Linked DNA regions of Rattus norvegicus: region 1 is linked to region 2. A link is a contact called in public Hi-C data. All regions are on one chromosome and are shown on one strand. The core of a region is the stretch at or near the end of the contact, and the rest is flanking DNA. Distances in the headings are between cores, read along the strand shown. Region 1 overlaps Miga1 (mitoguardin 1). Region 2 holds the start of Nexn (nexilin (F actin binding protein)).

Region 1 (4,949 bases), core at 263-2,762, 37 kb before region 2:
TTAGTAATTCCAGTATTAAGCCTTATCATTTTTTTTTTTTTTTGGTTCTTTTTTTCGGAGCTGGGGACCGAACCCAGGGCCTTGCGCTTCCTAGGTAAGCGCTCTACCACTGAGCTAAATCCCCAGCCCCATCATTTTAATTTCAGACGGTTTACTAATACCACAAAATATAGCTGAGCTCCTGTCATTTCTGCAGATCAGGACACATTCAGTGGTGGCCAATACAGTCACCGTGCTGTGGGCTCCAGAAACAAAGGGTACCCAGTGTTTACCTCTGCCTCTTAATCCAAATCATATTTCCATAGCTGTGATTTATCTGTGGAGGGCTTCACTTGGCCATGTAAGGCCTTAGTAGTATTAGAGAAAGGCCCTCAATGCCTTCCTCCAGGAAGAAGGCATTTGGACTAGTTTTCTGTGCTCATTTGTCCTCTGACCAAGCCTCTGTAGTATACAGAGCAGTTGTACCTATTGGTTCTATTAAGGCTGTAACTCTAACTGCAAACTCATTCTTAGTTTTATCTTACTTCAGTCATTTTATGAAAGAGAGAGGTAACGCTACTACCTAAGTGTGGGTGCCCCTCCCCCTTTCCCGAGTCACCCAGTTTGTACTGGCAGCCCTGTTTCACAGTTGGGAGTCACAGTTGTCCTGTTCTGCTGTCGTGATGTGTGAGTGTTTTGATAAATAGGGAAGAGCGGACACAACTGTTCCGGCAGTCTGTTTTATACTGTGCCACCATGCCAAGATGTTTCCGCACATGCGTCATCGTCTCTAAGTAAAGCTTCAGCACTCAGAACATATCCAGAACTCACCAGCCTTTTGGACCATTGGATCTCAGTGCTTCCCTTAGCAGGACAGAGGCCATTGAAGGGTTTAATCAAAAAAGTATTTCAAAATGTAGTCTTTCCCTTCTGAGATTGTTTTTGACTTATAAGTTTAACTTTGTTCTTTCTTTCAAACTATTTTAGCATCTTAAAACCTGGGTGGTAGTGGTGCAGGGTTACAATATGAGTAGCAGATTGTCACACAAAAGGGGATGAGTGTCATGGCAGAGACTGGCCTGGTCTACAGCGTGAGTTCTATGACAGCCAGGGATACATACTAAGATCCTGTCTCAAAACAAACAACAAACCCTCGAACACACACAAAACTGCCCCAAAAAAGAGCCACAGTAGAAAGTTTTGTAGACTGTGGATGATTTGAACAACTTAAGACTACAGCACACTTATTGGGTGCTGGAACTTACTCATCTCAGTAAAGATGCAGAGAGAGCACGGTTTCAGGTTGTAGCTGAGGTGTGAAAACTCTCGTGGAGACGTGCCAGCCTCAGTCAGGTGACAGTGAGACAGTGTGCAGGCTCCCTTTTCAAACTGGTATCCTAAAGCCTACGTGGACAGTGTGGGGTTATAAAAGAAGACAGGCATCCCTGGAATCTCCACTAGCGTCTGTAGAGACTAAAATAGACCCAGTGCCTTCTCAATAACAGAAATAGAATGTGCCCAGGGACTGCAGAGCTGGGACACAGAAAGCTCACTTGGCTTGATCTGAGGAAGTAAAGCCAGGCCCAAGGGCCAGAGTCACGGCTGAAAGGGCTTCTGGCTTTCTTTCCTTTTCCTTCCGTTAAAAAAAAAAAAAGGCAGATCCTTTTTTGGGAAAAAATGAAGTAACAGGAATAACAAGGCTGAGAAGGGGAGAGGCTGGAGTGCAGTCAGACCGGGGCTGCTGCGTAACTGAGCTGAAGTTAACCCTCCAAGTCCCAGTGGTCTTGCAAAGAAGAGCGTTGTCAGGGTCTCTGCAAGAATCGTGTAAACTTCCAGGTGTCAAAGAAAGGCAGAGACAGTTAAGAAATGTTTAGATTTGCTTATTATTTTAAAAGATTTCCAATCAACTAACCCAACAAAAAAGCTACTCCACTGAGAGCCAGGGTAGCAGCTGAAGATTTGTAGAACTTCATTAACATGTAATCATCATTTGTGGGAAGCTTTAAGGACTTCTAAGGTTGTTTTCATTCATTAAAGGGTAAAACCGTATTTCAGGTTCATAAATTAATTTCTCATGGTTAACTTAGGGCTCAGTATTAGAAACAGCAAAATTTTAAAAGGACTCTGAAAACATGTTAAAGTCTCATGGTAGACAAAATGACCTTAAGGAAATTAATGTTAGGCCCTTTAGCTGTGGTTCTCATGGGAACCACCAGCTTATAACAACGAGTAACAAACACTAGTTTACATGAACCGACATTTAATGCTTTTAATGTCCTTGGTTCTCTCAAGATGCAGATAAATTATTGGGGGAACCAAAGAAAGCACTCCCTATGGGAGTTCATTCTTCTGGCCCAAGGATTGGTTTGTTCTTCTGTGTTTATTCTTATTTTTATGCTTTGGCAGCAGAAAGAAATAGCTTACCTAATGGTATGCAGTTTTACACTGCTAACTTTGGATGTTTATATACATTAACATTTAATTCTTAGAGGCAGGCGGATGGTATTCCTGTGTTTACATGAGCTCACCAGGAAATGGAGAAGATGAACTCTTCCAAGGTTACACAGCTAGTAAGTCATGGAGTCCCGACTTCAATGCAAACTTTCTGGCTTTGAGCTCACGATTTTAACCATCAACACTACCTCAGGGATCACTTGATTTGGAGGGGATGAGGCTTGAGTGGATCAATAAGAATGTGGCTTTTAGATGTTAACGGGAGCCTGAGAACAGTGTGGATGTAGAACCACTGTGGAAGAAGCCCAAGGCCTGTAAGGAATGCATTTGCCCGTGTGGAGGGCAGTGATAGCAGTGCATTCTGTGTTCATGAACACTACCCACTGCACCTTTTCGAATCTCCTTCATCCTGACTGTGACACTAATGGCAGGGCAACTGCTCTCACTCTGTCTGCATTCTTTTTCTTTTCCTTTTTTTTTGTTGTTGTTGTTGATATTTTATGTATTTAACTCTTCTATTGGGGTCTCCTTGTTCAGTCCAATGGTTAGCTGCAAGCATCCTTATCTGTGTCAGTAGGGCTCTGCCTGAGCCTCTCAGGGGAGAACCATATCTGGCCCCTGTCAGCAAGCATTTCTTGACATCAGCAATAGTGACTGGGTTTAGTGGCTGCATATGGGATAGATTCCCTGGTGGGGCAGTCTCTGGATGGTCTTTCCTTCAGTCTCTGCTCCATTCTTTGTCTTCCTGTATCTCATCCCATGAGTATTTTATTCTCCCTTCTAAGAAGGACTGAAGCATCCACATTTTGGTCTTCCTTCTTCTTGAGCTTCATATGATCATGTGAATTTTTTCTTAGGTATTCCAAGCTTTTCGGCTAATATCCACTTATCAGTGAGTGCATACTATGTGTGTTCTTTTGTGACTGGGTTATCTCACTCAGGATGACGTTTTTTAGTTCCATCCATTTGCCTAAGAATTTCATGAAGTTATTGTTTTTGATAGCTGAGTAATATTCCATTGTGTAGATGTACCACATTTTCTGTATCCATTCCTCTGTTGAAGGGCATCTGGGTTCTTTCCAGCTTCTGGCTATTATAAATAAGGTTGCTATGAACATAGTGGAGCATGTGTCTTTTTTATATGTTGGGGCATCTTTTGGGTATATGCCCAGGAGAGGTATAGCTGGGTCCTCAGGTAGTACTATGTGCAATTTTCAGATGAACTGCCAGACTGATTTCCAGAATGGTTGTACCAGCTTACAATCCCACCAACAATGGAGGAGTGTTCCTCTTTCTCCACATCCTCGCCAGCATCTGTTGTCACCTGAGTTTTTGGTCCTAGCCATTTTGACTAATGTGAGGTGGAATCTCAGGGTTGTTTTGATTTGCATTTCCCTGATGACTAAGGATGTTGAACATTTCTTTAGGTGCTTCTCAGCCATTCGATATTCCTCAGCTGAGAATTCTTTGTTTAGCTCTGCACTCCATTTTTTTAAAGGATTATTTGATTCTCTGAAGTCTAACTTCTTGAGTTCTTTGTATATATTAGATATTAGGCCTCTATTGGATTGGTAAAGACCTTTTCCCAATCAGTTTGTTACTGTTTTGTCCTATTGCCTTACAGAAGCTTTGCAATTTTATGAGGGCCCATTTATTGATTGTTGTTTTTAGAGCATAAGCCTTTGGTATTCTGTTCAGGCAATTTTCCCCTGTGCCCATGTATTTGAGGCTCTTCCCCACTTTCTCTTTTATTAGTTTGAGTATATCTGGTTTTACGTGGAGGTCTTTGATCCACTTGAATTTGAGCTTTGTACAAGGTAATAAGAATGGATTGATTTGCATTCTTCTACATGCTGACCTCCAGTTGAACCAGTACCATTTGTTGAAAATGCAGTCTTTTGTTCACTGGATGGTTTTAGCTCCTTTGTCAAAGATCAAGTGACCATTGGTGTGTGGGTTCATTTCTGGATCCTCAGTTCTATCCCATCTATTTACCTATCTCTGTACCAATACCATGCAGTTTTTATCACTATTGCTCTATAATACAGCTTGAGTTCAGGGATGGCGATTCCCTCAGAAGTTATTTTATTATTAAGAACAGCTTTTGCTATCCTGGGTTTTTTGCTTTTCCAAATGAATTTGCAAATTGCTCTTTCTAATTATATGAGGAATTGAGTTGGAATTTTGAGGGGATTGCATTGAATCTGTAGATTGCTTTGGGCAAGATGGCCATTTTTACAATATTATTCCTGTCAAACACGAGCATGGGAGGTCTTTCCATCTTCTGAGATCTTTCTTCCTTCAGAGACTTGAAGTTCTTGGCATACAGATCTTTCACATGCTTGGTTAGAGTCAAAGCAAGGCATTTTATATTATTTGTGGCTATTGTGCAGGGTGCCATTTAGGAGGAAAACTCATAGCTCGGAGTGCCTGCAAAAAGAAACTGGAGAGAGCATGCACTAGCAGCTCAACAGCACATCTGAAAGCTCTAGAACAAAAAGAAGCAAATTCACCCA
Region 2 (4,996 bases), core at 1,175-3,674:
ACAGTGGTCATTATGGGCCCCTCCTGGCAATTCTGTGCCAGCGTGTGCCACCTGACCCAATGTCCACATCGGAACCAAGCCGATCCCTAGAATTATGAACTAAGTAAACCACCAATAGCTATGAAGCCTCGGGTGATTTGTTGACGTAAGAGAAGCACCAATAAATACGCTGCCTCACATTCCTCACAGGACTCTCACAGGAGACTTTCCGTGCTGGGCATCACGAAGTGCGGTCGTAATTCCCTTGTGTGCTTCCGTCCTCCTTCCGCTGAGTCTGTGTTCCTTGAGAGCAGGAGTGTATCACCGCTGCCGGATGTCTGCAGCTGGTCGAGTTGAATGGAAGATGGACTACTGCTGGGGACCGGCAGCCTGTCCAAGCTCCGTGTTGTCACCACTGGAGGACTCCCACAGTGGAAGGGACAAGGGCTTTACTGAACTCAGTTCCAGGTCACAGTCTGTCATTTGGGGTTAGTCACAGTCACATTCACGTCAAAAGCAGAGAAAGGTAGGGGTCCAGGTGTGGTGACTCAGCTTTAATCTTGACAAAGGCCAGCCTGGGCTACATAGCCAGTTCCAGGCCAGCTAAGCGCCATAGCGAGACCCTGTCTTTAAGGAAGAGGCAGAGCGAGTGAATGCACGAGTGTTTACTCACAGCTCTTCCACAGCCCGGGACTCGGAGCCAGAACAGAATACAGCCCCCCTCACGGAGTTTCTGACACCTGCAGTAACCTAAGGAAGGAACAGGTGAACTGAGGCTACACAGTCCCTCACTGAGACTCCTCCCACCTCTCAACCTTCCTAATGCTGTGACCCTTTAATACGGTTCCTCATGTTGCAATATAAGACTGTTTTTGTTGCAATCTCATAAATGTGATTTTACTACTGTTATGAATCATAATGTAAATGTCCGTGTTTTCTGATGGTCTTATGTGACCCCAAAGGGTTTTGAGAATGTTCTAACGTGCTCTGCTGACACACACTACCCGTGGCAGCAGGATACTCTCGGTGTTTATGGAGAGAATGGACAGCTTTTAATAATCTGATGAGGCTATTGGATAGAAATACAAAATCTCATCCTTTAAAAATCAGAATAAAGGGCTGGGGAGATGGCTCAGTGGTTAAGAGCACGAATTGCTTTTCCAGAGGTCCTGAGTTTAAATCTCAGCAACCACATGGTGGCTCACAACCATCTGTAATGGGATCTGATGCCCTTTTCTGGTGTGCTACAGTGTACTCAAAAATCTAAAAAAAAAAAAAAAAAAAAAAAAAAGCGGGCCTAGTGAGGAGCTGCCCTCAGAAGGGATTAATTTAGCTCTCGTGGGTTTTCCGTCAGTTTTTAAAAAAATCATAACAAGGATACAATTATAAGTTAAGTGCCCATCGAGGGAAAGACACCAAGAGCATGGCAGTAGACACGGAGACTGCTTGGAGGAGCTTCCAGGAGAGGCTGAAGGAGGGCAACACAGGGAAGGGGTCTTACAGGGCGATTGTATGAGGCTGTAGACATTCCCGTGAACGGAACAGGTGATGGTATTGAAGGGTGAAAGGGACAATCTGGCCTCCTGTTGAGTTTCCCCTCCTGGTGATGGATGGTGAAGGACCGGATGGCAAACCCTTAGGGATTTCCGAAAGAGGTCCTATTGAAGCCCAGGCTGTCCTCAAAGTCTCCATGGCGAAGGCTAGCTCTGCTCTTGCCTTTGCCTCCTAGGTGCTGGGATGGGCCCTGCCCTGACTAACTTGTTTCCCTAATGTTGGTTTTGTTGTGTGGTACTGGGAGGTGACCGTGGGGCCTTGTTTTATGACACAAACATGCTACTCATAGAGCTACATGCTCCTCAGTTCGGCCTTTCACACTCACGTGTAGTTTTCATGGCCGGCTTGTGCCTAACACTCACGGGGTGCTTTTTTAGATGGTGTGGGAGAGCGGGGTTGTATTGCCTTCCGCTAAGGAGAGGTGAACAGTTCAGTACAGAACCTCGTCTCGCTTCCTTAAGCGTCTTTTTCAGTTATCTCTCCTCGAGGTTAAAGAGGAGCGGTTAAAGAGGAGCGACAGACAGACAGACAGACAGACAGACAGACAGACAGCGTTTTCACACTGCCCCATTCCTTCCACGGAAAGGGGGAAGCTAGCCACAAGTTTTATGGGCTACTAGGGCAGGTAGAGAAACTGAGGGACGGCCCGGCAGGTTGCCAGGAGGCAGCCCGGGTGGCAGCCAGCGCCCCTCTTCTCTCCGGGTGACTCTCCACCCTCCCGAGCAGCGCGGCGGTGGGGGCGGGGCTGGCCTGGGCCGGGAACAGCTGCAGCGGGCGCTGGGCCCGTCTGGAATGCGGGAGCCGCTGCGCACCAGGACTTTTATGGAAACTTGCTGCTGGCGCGCGGCGGCCAGCGGGCTCGGGCGGCGGGAGCGGCGGGGGCAGCGCGCAGAGCCGGACACGCAGCGCGGAGCGGGAGGAGCGGCGCCCCGGCGGCGGCAGGCGGGTAGGAGGGCTGGGCTGGGCGGACGCGGCGGGGCTTCGGGCCCGCGGGGTAGCCTGCGCTCGGCGGGACCGGCCTGAGCTGCGGGGGTGGCGGGGGTCCCTCGCCAGGCCCGGCGCTTCTGTTCCACCGGCATCTGGGCGCTGAATTTGGGGGAGAGTGTTTCCAGGTCGCCGTATGAGTGTACACTCTCCGCCGGGACCCCTAGGGTCCGAGCGGGCGAGTTCACCGTGGCATCCAACATGTGCCCCACTGCGGGCTCCGCCGGCAGTGGCTGGGATTTTAAAGAAATTGCGGATGGGTCCCCGTGGAAGGTGGAAAATAAGGGATTTATTAGCCTGCCAAGCTCGGTCTCCAAACTGCTCTCCAACGGTAAGGGAATATGCTTGGAGGTTGAGCAGCTAGCTCTAGGTGTCGGAGTAAATAAATTGTGAGATGTTCAAATGCAACATATGCATGTTTATATACACATATACATACATACACGCGTCTCTCTCTCTCTTTCTCTCTCTGTGTGTGTGTGTTTGTGTGTGTGTGTGTGTGTGTGTGTGTGTGTGTGTGTGTGTCTGAATGAAGAACGAGCAAATTGAGAGATTAGGTGATTATTCAGTGGCTTGAGATAAGCATTTATTTTTAAGGCCACAGTGTGGACAAGGAGTTGAGCGTAGATAACGTGGTAAAAATAGCATACGGTATGCCCTCGCAAAGTGACTGCCCTTGGAAGAAGACAGACAGGCAGAGAAAAGAAGCCCTACGAGGAAATCACTTTCTGACCAAACAGACCAGAGCGTCATTCATCGGCCAGATTTTGTTAAGGAGCAGCGGCCCCCGTAGCACGAGTCTCAGCAGAAGTGTGTTCCGGGTATTGTGGGGAAAAAACAAAACAAAACAAGTTTTTAGAGCATCTTGGTCACACGATATTGCAAAATTACATAAAATTTCACCCAATATTATTCATTTATATGCTGAACTGCTGCTGTAAGAAAATGCATGTCTCTGTTTTTTTGTTTTGTTTTGAGTTCAGGTGTGTTTGTATGGGAAAGTGCACAGTTAACGGAAGGAGCGCCTCTTTTTTGTGTGTGGGGCCGGTTGTAGTATAAACATCGCATTTTGTGTAGTTGGTGCCTGCTAGGCAAGCTCTCTTGCCACTGGGTTGTTTCATATTCATTTTGCTAGGTTTTCCAGGCTAGCCTTGAACTCACTCCATAGTACAGACAGGAAGGACTGTGAACCTTCTGTCCTTGCCTCCAGAGCAGTCGAATTGCAGGCCGGCACCCTCAGACCCAGCTCAGTATTCTGTCTTTCGCCTGCTGCTTCTGAGGAACCATTTAAAGAGAACCGTGTAGAGTTTTGTGTTTTACCTGCAACACTTGACTTGGAGAGCACAATGCAAAAACCGCGACAAAAAGGTTTTAAATCTAGTTTTCCTTCTTGCAGCTTTTGATGCAAATCAGTTTTAATAGATTTCCAGAGATACAAAGGAGCAATCTTTCCTGCTTACCTTAAAATGGAATCTGTGCTATTTTAGAAACTTTGACATGTAAGCTGATCATTGTCAGAATGTATGTCATCGTGAGAAGACTATATTTAGCATCAGCTAAGGAATGTATTATCTGGGTTTGGAAGAGTGCTTCGCCCTGAAACCTCACTTGAAGCTCTAGATTGGGGTGTCATTTGTGAAAAGCATAGCGACTGTGTGTGTACATTGTAGAGATTCACTACATGCAGAGAGAGTTCGAGGCCAGCCTGCTCTACATAGCTAGTTCCAGGATAGCCAGTGTACATAATACAGACATAATAGATTTAGTTTGCTTAGAACACAAATGCCTGAACTGACAGGCTCCATTTGAGGGGAGAAAGCTCTATTATCTTGAAAACCTCAAAAGAATAAAGTATTTCAAAACTCTCTCAACTGAGAGTTATACGTGTAGTTATATGAGCCTAAGGAATGGAGCCAGGGACTGTCAAGCCATGGGCACGTGGGATAAAAACGCGCTGACAGAAGTCTCTCAGCTGTCTTTTCATGATGGCTTCCTTCCTCACTCAGAGGAAAATGACCAGTCACCCACTGACCATTGCATGTTTCTGTTCTTATTTAACCAATCTGGTCCACATCACTTGTGTTCTTCCTGTCCTGGTCTTTCTTCTGTTTTTAAAATTAATTACATTTGAAATTGTTACTTTTTAATTTAAATATTCACTGTGTAGTGTGGCTTATTTTACTGTAGTGGTGCGTGTGTGTGTGTGTGTGTGTGTGTGTGTGTGTGTGTGTGTATACGGTTTGATTCCATGTATGTGTGTGCACTGTGTGCCTACAGTGTACACACAGGCCAGGAGAGGGAGTCAGAAGCCCTGGAACTGATCCTCTACAAAATCAGTGACTGCTGAAGCCTCGCCTTAGCCCCTCCAGTATGCATTTTGGTAATGGTGTTATTGTAGGTATGGAAATCAGTGCTTGTACATCCATGGGTTTATCTGGTTGTTGCCTATGAAAGTGTGCTTTCTACACTCTAGAATGGG

Evidence for each region. A called contact is a pair of places that touch in the nucleus more often than the background predicts.
Region 1: a Hi-C map of psoas muscle shows a contact between it and region 2, with 5 times the contacts expected there. The contact joins the enhancer-like site here to the promoter of Nexn in region 2. A contact is called at or near these places in 9 of 12 Hi-C or Micro-C datasets (the A7r5 cell line, the Rat2 cell line, frontal cortex and 4 more).

What each region holds. Positions count from the first base shown.
Region 1 is chr2:243,912,069-243,917,017 of GRCr8, reverse strand. The region is part of intron 7 of Miga1 (mitoguardin 1); the gene reads left to right. Among named protein-coding and RNA genes, the nearest start is that of Miga1, 25 kb to the left of the region's middle. Within about 2 kb of position 1,512, at least 26 of the 93 cell types and tissues checked have an H3K27ac peak or open chromatin away from gene starts, as enhancers often do. A contact at or near this core is called in the A7r5 cell line, where this site is marked.
Region 2 is chr2:243,875,580-243,880,575 of GRCr8, reverse strand. Nexn (nexilin (F actin binding protein)) reads left to right here and starts at 2,424. Exons shown (of 13, transcript NM_139230.2): 1 at 2,424-2,479.